2 separate regions of the Triticum aestivum genome follow, and region 2 is linked to region 1. A link is a contact called in public Hi-C data. All regions are on one chromosome and are shown on one strand. Each heading gives the region's core, a stretch centred on a gene start, on an enhancer-like site or on the middle of the called end of the contact. The rest is flanking DNA. Distances are from core to core; before and after follow the strand shown.

What was found. A called contact is a pair of places that touch in the nucleus more often than the background predicts.
Region 2: a contact with region 1 is called in a Hi-C map of leaf, with 6 times the contacts expected there. The contact joins the promoter of LOC123092125 here to the promoter of LOC123092124 in region 1. A contact is called at or near these places in 2 of 5 Hi-C or Micro-C datasets (both in leaf).

What each region holds. Positions count from the first base shown.
Region 1 is chr4B:340,022,692-340,028,714 of IWGSC CS RefSeq v2.1, reverse strand. It overlaps LOC123092124 (eukaryotic translation initiation factor 3 subunit I), which reads right to left and starts at 2,923. Exons shown (of 8, transcript XM_044513805.1): 1 at 2,401-2,923; 2 at 2,184-2,311; 3 at 1,506-1,625; 4 at 1,325-1,414; 5 at 708-794; 6 at 509-588. The coding sequence starts at 2,800. It overlaps LOC123095303 (small nucleolar RNA U54), which reads right to left and starts at 105; the gene lies at 27-105.
Region 2 is chr4B:340,371,113-340,377,135 of IWGSC CS RefSeq v2.1, reverse strand. It overlaps LOC123092125 (ADP-ribosylation factor-like protein 5), which reads right to left and starts at 2,772. Exons shown (of 3, transcript XM_044513806.1): 1 at 2,658-2,772; 2 at 2,344-2,576. The coding sequence starts at 2,535.

The DNA of each region.
Region 1 (6,023 bases), core at 1,674-4,173:
CATGAATAGAAAACAATAACAAGATCTGCTCTCATAACATGTGATGAAATCCTAAAGACCAGAATAGCGTATCACCATGAATCTACATGGCTTAATCATTGAGCAGATTTTAGCATACTCAGTGCAACAGAGGCATATTGCAAACCCAACGCGAGAGGCGCAATGTAAATATAAGGGATCAACATGAAATGCTCCCTCCGTCCCAAAATTCTTGTCTTAGATTTGTCTAGATACGGATGTATCTAACACTAAAACGTAACTAGATACATCCGTATTTAGACAAATCTAAGACAAGAATTTTGGGACGGAGGGAGTAGTAAACAGGGTTACTGAACACATATAATGTTCAAAATGAAGCTCTGATTTCTTAACATTTGACGACATCCTAAAGACTCAGAATAGTGTATATCGCCATGAATCTAAATGGAACAGAGGCATATCACAAACCCAAGCGCAGAGGCAAAATACAAACATAAGAAATCAAAATACAAACAGAGTACGAACTAACCTCCTCCCATCAGGATTAAATGCTAATGCATTGATAGGTCCAAAATGTCCTTTAACACCACCAATCTCTTCTTCTAAAATCTGAGATCGACAACAAAATCCTGTTACAAAGTTGACAATATATACACATACAGAAAGTAACTTCCCATAGGAAGTCAAAGAGCCATCTGTGTAAATATATGCAAAGGAATCTAGCTCACCTTGTGGAAAAATTTGGCCTCAAATTTACCCGCACGGCGATCTGTCATAGTAACATTCATAGCATCTTGGCCACCTCCAATAACCACCTAAGGATAGCAAAAAGTATGATGTTCAAAAAATATAAATACACATACAAATGAGTTTCCATAGAATAAATAACAAATAGACCATTATGATGTACCAATTTAGTTCAGAATCATGAATGCATGGGATGAGCATTAAACACAGATGCAGAAAAACTAAGATAACAAATATGCAAAGGAATCATGGTTTACACACTTTGCCAAACTTGGCCTTGATTAATAAGAGCAAGAAATCAAAGTTAGGAAATAGATGGGCAGGACAAAAATATGTGACACTCAAGACAGAGCACATACGCGGTAATCCTATCCAACTTCATTAATTACCCAGAGGCTGACTGCAAGGAGCACATTCTGGACCAAATTTATAGTCAATCCAAACTTCATAATTGCCCATGAAATATACAATTTTTACATATAAAAAGACCAAGAATTCAAGAGACAACCCCATGTGCTTTGAGAGAGCTTATATACTCAAATGCTTGCAGCAACTTAAGAACAATGGCATAGATAAGGTGACAGATACAGGAGCATACATGATCAAGAGTAGGAGATATGTCAACAGCATTAACCGGTCGCTCTGTGACATATGTCTTTATCAGGGTCAGTGTTCTTGCATCCCATAGCTGCGACATAGCAGATATGTCAGAAAAAACCATATATGTTAAAAAATAAAGTATGAACAGGTTATCAGGGCAGCAATCCCAAAAGTATCACCTTGGCAGATTTATCCAAGGAACCTGTGAGGAAATGAGACCAATCTAAGGATTTTGACAGTGAGCTAATTGCCTTCTGATGTCCAACCTCCTTGTCTGACTCCTTCAGCAGCTTTCCGGTCTACAATCCCAGAGAAAATAAAACATAAATGCACAACATCATACAAAATGGGAAAGCAACATTGTACATACTGATTTAATTAAACACCGGGCATGTACAACATACATTGAATGACGAGAGAGTGGCATGTAAACTTTGCAGGAGATAACCTATTGGTTCCTTCATTCTTTCTAATGAAAGACCCACGGAAAGAAAATTGCATTCTAGTGAGGGAAAGTACTCTAGTAAGGTGGACTAGAGTACTAAGCAGCCACAAGATATGGCCAGATTTACAGATACTAACTGTTTGCTGTGTCAATTCAAGGAGTTGTTGGCTATAAGAAACTCACAGAATCAGACCACATGACAAGGAAATTCGGGTCGCGTGTGAAATATAAAGCACTGAGCTCAAGTAACATTTTACATTACAACCACTACATCGACAATCATGCAACACTAGTTGCAAGTTCCTACCAAGAGCAAATTGCCACAGGTACATGGCACCAGACACCCTAATAGGCCACAGAATTAATAGCCAGCATGACTGAACAAGACTACGTGCAAGCTTGGGGTGCTAACCTCAGAGTCCCAGATGCGGATGGTGGCATCCTCACCGGCGGTGATGATGGTCCGGTTGCCGGGCCCCCACACGGCCCTGTTAATCCTCCCCGTGATGCCGGAGATCACAAGCGCTGACTCCTCCGTCTCTGCAAACCACAAACGCACACTATAAAATCCACATTCACGTCACAACTAGACATCTAGAAACTTCCAGGCGGAGAAGAGTAAACCGTACGGTCTTGCAGGTCCTCGGCGATGCGCTTGACCTGCGCGGTGGGCATATTCCCCATGAAACTGTCGGTGGTGATGACCGCCAGGTGGTCGCCGATGGCTAAGTCCACGGAGCGCGCGGGGGCGTCGAATCTGAAGGTGAAGAGCTCCTTCCCCGTCTTGACGTCCCAGAGCTTGGCAGTCTGGTCGGCGCTCCCCGTGATGAGACGCGTGGAGTGGCGGGAGACATCGCAGGACCATACCGCGCCGTTGTGTCCGCGGTAGGTGCCGAGGCGGTCGCCGTTGTCGGCGTACCAGACGGTGGGGGTGTGGTCTTTGGCGCATGAGAACAGCAGGTCGCCGTCCCGGTTGTACTTCAGGAACGTGAGCGGGCGCTCGTGCCCCTTCATGAGAATAGGCCTCATCTTGACGCTGCCGCTGCCGCCGGGAGGTGTAGGGTTGGGTAGGGTTAGGGAAGTGTGGGGATCTAGATCGTGCGTTGCGGCGGAGCAAAACCCTAGCTGCGCTTGGACAAGAGGCTTTGTGTGAGAAATCTACGCCGTTAGGCGGCTGTATTAAGCACGAAGGCTGGGCTGGGTTTCGGCCCAACAAGAACTACGGGCTGAAACACATGCGCCCAACGTTCGCACGTACATTTCCGCCAGCACGATCACAATGGGTCTTTTTTGGAGCTAACTAATTAACCAGCGCTCCTTTGAAAGACTGGCAACGATCAGCGCCATTTGACGCGCTCTTAGCCATTCGCCACGTGTCGCGCTCTGGATGCTCCCTCCGAATTTTATTTTTTTATTTTTTTGCACGTGTTTTCGGCTTTTTAAACGGTCTATTTTGACGTTTTGGTTTTCCACCGGTCTTCCCTAGCTTTTCGACCAAAAACTTTTTTTTGAAAAAAAATAATTTTTTCGAAAAAAACACATTTTTTTCGCGAGAGTCACGGTTTTGTTTTCGCGAGTCTTGGAAACGGAAAAAACGTGTTTTCTATTTTTTTTCCCTTTCGCGGAAGGCACAGTTTTGCTTCCGCGAGGGGCACGGTTGTGCTTTCGCGAGAGTCACGGCCATGCCTCCTCCGAAACGAAAAAAATACATTTTCTGTTTTTTTTCTTTCGCGAGAGGCACGGTTTTGCTTTCGCGAGAGGCGCGGTTGTGCTTTCGCGAGAGGCACGGGCGTTCCTCTTTCGAAAAGGGAAAAAAATGCGTTTTCTGTTTTTTTCGCAAGAGGGGTTGTGATTTCGTCAGAGACACGGGCGTGCCTCTTTCTGAAAGGGAAAAAACCAGTGTTCATGGTTCGGTTTTTTCGTCGGTTTTTTTCGTTTAGTTTTTTCGTGAAAAAAAGTTCGTCAAAACCTATCAACATAGGATCTAGTTTTGAAGATCTCGATGCGAGAAATCCAACGGCAAAAGCGGTTTGAGAGTTGGACGCACGGTTTAAAAGATAAAACGTTTTTAATAAACGGATCTACGAAAAAAAGAAAACTCTCAGGTTGCGATAAGTGGCGCACATACAGCACGCCACTTGTCACAACCTGAGAAGTTGGAGTGATCTCCGCAAGAGTACTCCTTAATTAGTGATTTCGGTCTTCTTTATGTACGGAAAATCAAATATTATTACGGCATTGTTACGCATCCGTCGGGTGATCTGGAGAATCGAACGTCGTGATGTTTCAACCAGCTTCCTCCTCTTCGTCTCACCCCTCGCTCCCGCACGATTGAAAATTTCACGCACAAAAAACCAAAAAGAACAAAAACAGACAATACAAATCGGAAAACCACCATCCACGCACGCAGTCAACCTCCATCCACGAGTCCACGACTCCACCCACATCCTGCGACCCGCCGCCGTCTCGATGACCCGTCACCCGCGGCTGTCTTACTGGACGAAGTATGGTTGGCCGCCACCGCCGTCTTCCTGGTTGACGGCGAGGTCCCTTGTCCTCGTCGTCCGTGCCCATCCCTGCCTCCCTATTCTTCATAGGAGCTCGACTTCTTCCCCTTCTCTCTTGCCGATCGGCGTCCTGGTGCGGCGGTGCCCCAGCGGCGCACAGGCTCAATGCCTCCAGGCACCCAGATCTGGCGCTACGAGCAACCCAAGGCTTCCACGACGTGTTGTAGGCGTACAAGTGCACGCCCCCACTCCACTCAATTGAACGTTGCATCCCATCGCCGATTGAGGAGTTGACCTGGAAGCCGTGGCAATTTCCTGGACACCGCCGCCACCAACGACAAGGACGCTACTGCTCTCAGTACACCAGGCTCCAGGGTCCTCCCATCGCCGATGGCTGCCCTCGGTGTTGTACTGCGCCTCCCTGACCTATGCTTCTTCGTAGGACACGGGAGATGAGCATGGTGTTCTCAACTGGCAGCTCCAGGTCTTCGGCAAAGCCATGATCAACAAGGTGGTTTTCATACTCAGTTGTCTGTATGATTCTGTATTCATGCCATTTGCACCAATGTTTCCTTCCTATAGCACTGAGCACCACATGTTCCTTATGTATGAGGAGTAGCAACAACCATTGGAAGTGTATAGGAATACAATATCGTCAATGACATATTCTTCAATAGCACATGTTTCTGTAGAGAGGATCTGTACAACCTTCTTCAATCTGGATCAAAGTATTGAGGTAACTTTATTGTCATTTAGGTTCACCCGGCTAGGTTGAAGAGCTCACAGAACGATGTGGTGATTTTAGTCCTAAAGCCAGGAACTGAAGATAGATTGGTCGCTAGTCTGAATTTTATCTATATTGCTTCATATGTTTTTGGCTCCATGACCTGTACGATTCTACCAAGCTAACTGACCATTCTGCTAGCTGCTACGATCTGACCATCAGTTCAGTTGTTGCCACTAACCTCTACCCACCATGTTGATTGGCTGCAGATAGATGTCAAGGTGAGGGTCATTTCCGACGTGGTGACCATCGAGTCATGGCGAACACAGGCAACGTTGGCAACGTGGCGAACAGGTAATGCCACAACAGCTCAATTTCTTCATAATTGGCATATGTAGTCATATACTCATGTGCTGCTATTTCTAGAGGTACACTACTCGAATCAGGATCTTTGCCGTTAGCCAGATCTTTTGTCGTCAGCTAGCTGATGGCAAAGAAGGTCTTTGCCATCAATATACAAAAAGCTGACGGCGAAGAGTGTGTTTGCCGTCAGCCAGATCTTTGCCGTCAGCTAGCGGGTGGCACAGAAGCTTTCCCGTCAGCCAGCGGAAGGCAAAGAGACAGAGTGGCACACTAGTGAGAACCACCTAATAGCCACTTTCTCTGCCGTCAGCTAGCAGACGACAAAGGAAGTGCTTAAACTGACGTTCGTTAGGTAGGCTCTTTGTCGTCTGCTAGCAGACGTCAAAGAACCGTGCCCTAACTAAAAATCAAACACGCCCACGCCCGACCACTCTCACTGTGCCCTTTCTCCTCCCCGAGCCCGAGCCGTCGCCGCCCCGCACCACCCCTGTCACCGGCTTCCCCGCCCCCGTGTCGCCATCGCCCCGTGCCACCCACATCACCGCGCTGCCCCGGCGACCCCCTCTCCGCCCCGCGCCAACACCGTCGCCGCGCCGCCCCCGCTGCCCTGGCGCCCCCCCCCCCCGCCCCGCGCCACCTCGACCTCGACCGCTCCTTG
Region 2 (6,023 bases), core at 1,523-4,022, 350 kb before region 1:
CACGTCAGCCTGGACGAGGTTTGCTGTTGCCGCGGCTGCCTCATCGGCTTTCCTCTTGTGGCAATCCTGGATCCAGTGACCCGGCATGTCGCAGTAGCAGCACTTGCCACTGTTGCCAGCACCTCGCCCTGCCCGGCTTGGCTTGCGACCGCGGTTGCCGTCACCTCTCTGGGTGCGGCCTCCGCCTCTGCCGCGACCTCTGCTTCCCGTGGGGGCGCCTCCCCCACTGCCGGAAGAGCCGTCATGGCCGCGCTGCTGAAGGCGTGCATCCCACTGCTCCAGGTGAGCAGTAGTTCGCCGCCGGCACGGTTGTTGGCTTCGTCTCCACGCTCCTCGACGACCTTGAGTCGCCCTACCAGCTCCTCGATCGTCATGGTGGAGAGATCCACCAGGCTCTCAATGGACCAGGCCAGTTGCTTGTACTGCCTGGGGACGACGCGAAGAAACTTGAGAATCACCATCTTGTTGTCAATGTGATCTCCGAGCGTTGCGAGCTCGTTGACGAGACCTTGCAGCCACAAGGCGAAGTCGTCGACTTGTTCACCGGCCTTGAACCGGATCTCCTCATACTGGAGGCGCAAGGTCTGGGCCTTCAACTCCCGTACACGCTCCACGCCGATGCGCAGAGTCTTGATGGTGTCCCATGCTTCCTTGGCCGTCTCCTTGGCGCCAAGGGTGAGCACCATCTCCGGTGGGATGGAGCGCAAGACTGCCTCCATCGACAACCGGTCCTCCTCGTACTCGACATCGCCGGTTTCCACGGCTTTCCACATATGCCGCGCCTCCATGATGACTTTCATCAGGACGGACCAACTGGGGTAGTTGGTCCGCGTGAGGAGAGGGAAGGAGGCACTGGACATGCCCACGTCTCGCACGGAGCGTGCCGCACCCAGCTCACCTCCCGCCCTGCCTCGCAGCGCGAGCACATCCGTCGCACGGGTCTCCTCAGCCGAGCTCTGCTCGGCGGTCTTGGAACCGTCGTCGGCGACGCCTCCTTTCGGCATATGCTTCGGCATGACCTGAAGCTCTGATGCCAATTGTTAGCCCAAACTACTAGTAACTAGCTCTCACTTGTACACTTAACAGAGGAGAACTAGCAAGAGTTTCAGTTTGCACACAAGCTGCTGCCGCACACACACATGAAGTGAGGAGCTCACGCACTAGCACTAGTAGAAGAAACTGGCTTGTTGTTTTGCTATTGCTCGGAGGAGTGATTTACAACAGAGGTGCATATGCCCTTTTATAAGGATGCTTGCAAACTTGAGGCTGTACTATATGAGCTGTAGTATAATTCAGCTCAGCCTTTTTGACTAGATAAAGTCTAATACTAGTTCTCCACCTTAGGCTTTTTACTGGAGAAAGACTACTACTACTCATCGTCCACTACTCAGCTCCTTTCTAACCAGAGAAAGCCTCACGTTACTTAGCTACCTCAGGCTTTTGGACTGGAGAAAGCCTAGCTTAAGCAACGGCAGCTGTGTTCAATCCTGTAGACTGGGTTTGACACAACAGTTGGTGCCCAGGCCAATCCTGCTAGAATCTGATAGCCATTGTTTTGGTCAATACTGGCACCAATGTGCAATTGGAAATGGGCATACCAAAGGTTTGACAACATCTAAATAAATTTCAATTTTCTGGACATGGCCAGAAAACTAGTAGGCAACTAATGTATATATGTGAGACAGTTCCACTATTGTGTTAAATTTTGCATATGTACAACAAGCTTGACTTTCTTTTTCATATCCAATTGGATCATTTCCTTATTGGCATGTCTGTTCCGAACTTGAACAATTTATTAGTAGGGCAAAATATGGGTGCTCAGACATGTTCAGAAACAAACTATGAAAGTAGATCAAAAAGTTCCTGCTATAGGTAGAAGGTCCTCCTTTTACTACTAGTCTGGATGGAGGTACGTGGTATGTACCATCCTCAGCAAGTCAGCATAGTGACATGTAAGATAGGCAAATCTAAGCTACTCAATATATCTAACAGCAAGGAATTCATTATCTGCAATTTCGCTAAAGTGTTCACATGCCCATGGAGCTATGAACGTACACAGACCTACAGAGGCAACCAAGATCGCCTGCTGCTCATCGCTGCTAGAACTTCTCAAGGAAGAAACAAATAACTCTTTTGTATCTCCTAACCCTCTTCCCGAGACCAGATCTTTAATCTCAAGGAAAAAACATACAGCGCCGGATGCATGATATGTCATGCTTTCTGAGCACACGAACCATGGAGCAAGAAGCAGGATCTGAGTATACTGGCAACAGCAAATCTAGCCGCGCAAATTCGGATTCTAGCATCCAGACCGGGAGAAAAGGGAGGGGCTGGAGCGCTGACCTCGAAGCGTATATTCTTGAACACGACCTCCTCGACGTTGCTGCCGATGGTGGGCGCGGCGGTGACCGCCTCGCCGAGGTGGAGCTTGTAGAGCGAGGTGGTCTTTCCGGCGTTGTCGAGCCCCACGACCACGATCTTGTACTCCTTGGCCGGGAACATGAGAAACCAGACCCGGGACATCCAAGCCCCCATCCTTCCCCTCCCTCAAATCTGAACCTCGCTGGTGATCGGATCTACGAGGGGACAGAGAGGAGATTGAATCGGATTCGTGGAGGAAAGCGAGAAGGAAGAAGGAAAAGGTGTCGTCGCGCCACCTGCCGTCCGTGCGTGCCACAGCCGGGCTGTACCGAACCAAGACAGAAACTCGGGGGTTTTCTTTGTTTTTGTGTGAAACAGCAGGATTTGCCGTCCCTTAGGCGTTGTTTGGATAGTGAATTTTATCCATGGGTATATATAGTACGAGTTTTTAGCTGAATTTTCACAAAACCAGTTTTACAATATTTTTTATGGTTAACGAGTTTATAGAAAACTTTGTTTGGGTTAGCAAAAAATATAACCGGGCTGGTACAGTTCATTGTTTGGATAGCCAACTCTTATTTTTCTTTTGCTGTCAACCCGTGAGCCCGTGACCTTCTCCTTCTTCCCCTATCGTCCATTGACGAGAGTACATGACCAAACTCCAGATATGGTTCTTCCTCCGCCCAGGCTACTGCTCGCCTCCAGTCGGCCCGCAAGGCTGTGCGTGCTATCGACCGGCTATGGCTCTTTCCATGGCACCGAGGTCGTTGCTTCCTCCTTGCACATGCTCCATCTGGGTTGCGGCTCGCCTGCCCTCGCACCTCCAGCATGTGCGGGCGGCTGCCGGCGAGCGTTTACCTTGGTGGCCGAGGCCGTCTGTGATGCGAACGGAGCAGCCACACCCAGGCACCGCATAACTCGTGAGAATGCTCGCCGCCGTCCACCCTGACGTCCATGGCGGTCAGCCGCGCGGCGGTGACCATGCCGGTGCCGGAGCTCAGTCCATCACCTGCCTGAAGGTCAAATTGTTGCGCTCGTCTCGTGGTCACCAATGGAGCTATCAAACGACTTATACTCTTCCTGAAGCAAAACTAGAGCCAATGAAATGTTGAAGAACGAGAGAGATGTGGAGAAAAGTAGTTGTATCAGTATTTGTGAAACGCGATTTTGCAAAAACGACAAATAGTCGTTTTTCCACAAACCCGGAATCCTGGTTTTCTGGAAACTAAGTTCCTAAATCCATGGATTAGGTGGAGTAGCCAAACAAGGTTTTATACGATTAAACAGTTTTCGTAGTTTATAGAGATCTAGTTTTGTATATTCTTCCTATCCAAACAATGCCTTAGAGCATCTCTAGCACACGTGTATATCGCCGACCCGCAAAACTTATTTACAATTAATGTAAAAACGGTTTTGCGGGCCGGCATGGGCGCCGGCAGAGCAGACACCGCATAGTGAAACTGTAAAACGGTTACAGTTTCGCTATGCGGTGTCTGCTCTGCCGACGTTACAGTTTCGTTATGCGGTGTCTGCTCTGCCGGCACCCACGCCGGCCCGCATATCAGATGTGGTTTTATCTGAATTTGGCACATATGCCACATATGCAACTTGTACCTCCTTATAAGGGAGTTGGACTTCCCCACTTGGGGCACATATTCAGAATTACTAATTTAATATAAAAAACTATATATGCCAGCAGCCGAGTCGATGTCTAAATTTTTGCCACGCAATACGAGTATACAAAAGGTCATATCACGCCCAATATGTGATACTATCCTAAAGAGACTCGAAGGTCCCACCAAAGATAGAACCGCATATTGATACGCTTTTGCAAGGTGGATATCATTACATCAACATTACATAATAGATGGGGATACATACAAAAGGCATACAATGCCACACGAATACAACATCATCTTACGTAAGAGCACCATCCGACTATGGATGAAACACAAACAGAAACTCAAACGACATCCACCCTGCTAGCCCAGGCTGCCGACCTGGAACCTATCCCCTGATCGAAGAAGAAGCAGAAGAAGAACTCCAAAACAAGCAAACATCGCTCTCGCGTCATGATCATCGCATAACCTGTACCTGCAACTATTGTAGTAGTAATCTGTGAGCCACAAGGACTCAGCAATCCCATTACCATGGGTATCAAGACTAGCAAAGCTTGATGGGAAAGGAAAGGGTAAAGTGGTGAGGTTGCAGCAGCGACTAAGCATATATGGTGGCTAACATACGCAAATGAGAGCGACAAGAGAGCAAGCGGAACGGCCGTGAAGCTAGCAATGATCAAGAAGTGATCCTGAACTCCTACTTACGTCAAACATAACCCATAAACCGTGTTCACTTCCCGGACTCCGCCGAAAAGAGACCATCACGGCTACACACACGGTTGATGCATTTTACTTAAGTCAAGTGTCAAGTTATCTACAACCGGACATTAACAAATTCCCATCTGCCACATAACCACGGGCACGGCTCTCGAAAGTTTATACCCTGCAGGGGTGTCCCAACTTAGCCCATCACAAGCTCTCACGGTCAACGAAGGATATTCCTTCTCCCAGGAAGACCCGATCAGTCTCGGAATCCCGGTTTACAAGACATTTCGACAATGGTAAAACAAGACCAGCAAAGCCGCCCGATGTGCCGACAATCCCGATAGGAGCTGCACATATCTCGTTCTCAGGGCAACACCGGATAAGTCAAGCTACGAGTAAAATCAGCCCTCAAGTTTCCCGCGAGGTGGTCCCGCAGGTTGCTCGGTTCGAACCAGCACTTAGAGAAGCACTGGCCCGGGGGGCTAAAATAAAGATGACCCTCGGGTTGTCCGACCCAAGGGAAAGGTGTAGGTGGTGGTGAGGCAAATGGTAAAACCAAGGTTGGGCCTTGCTGGAGGAGTTTTATTCAAAGCGAACTGTCAAGGGGGTCCCATAAATCACCCAACCGTGTAAGGAACGCAAAATCAAGGAACATAACACCGGTATGACGGAAACTAGGGCGGCAAGAGTGGAACAAAACACCAGGCATAAGGCCGAGCCTTCCACCCTTTACCAAGTATATAGATGCATTAATTAAATAAGAGATATTGTGATATCCCAACATAATCCTGTCCATCATGGAGCAATCTTCAACTTCACCTGCAACTAACAACGCTATAAGAGGGGCTGAGCAAAGCGGTAACATAGCCAAACAACGGTTTGCTAGGAAGGGTGAAAAGGTTAGAGGCTGACATGGCAAATTGGGAGGCTTGAAGAACAAGTGATAGGTAGCGCAGCAAAGCGATAGAACGAAGCAACTAGCATAGCAATGATAGTAGTGAGATCCAAGGTGACGATCATCTTGCCTGGAATCCAGCTAGGAAGAAGAACGAGTCCATGAAGAAGATGAAGCCACGAAGACCAACCAAGCATAGACGAACGAATCCTCACGATCGCAACGAAACGGGAACTATCGAGAAGAAGCACACAACATGGTAAACAAACATCACATAAACATGGCATGATGCACAATCAAGATGATGCATGTCCGGTTTAATGAGGCATGGCATGGCCAAGTGCAACAAACAATACTACAAGTTAAGTGGAGCTCAATATGCAACGAGTTGCATATTGACGAAACGCCACATCAATTATTTAGTTCTCTCTCGGTTTTGTACC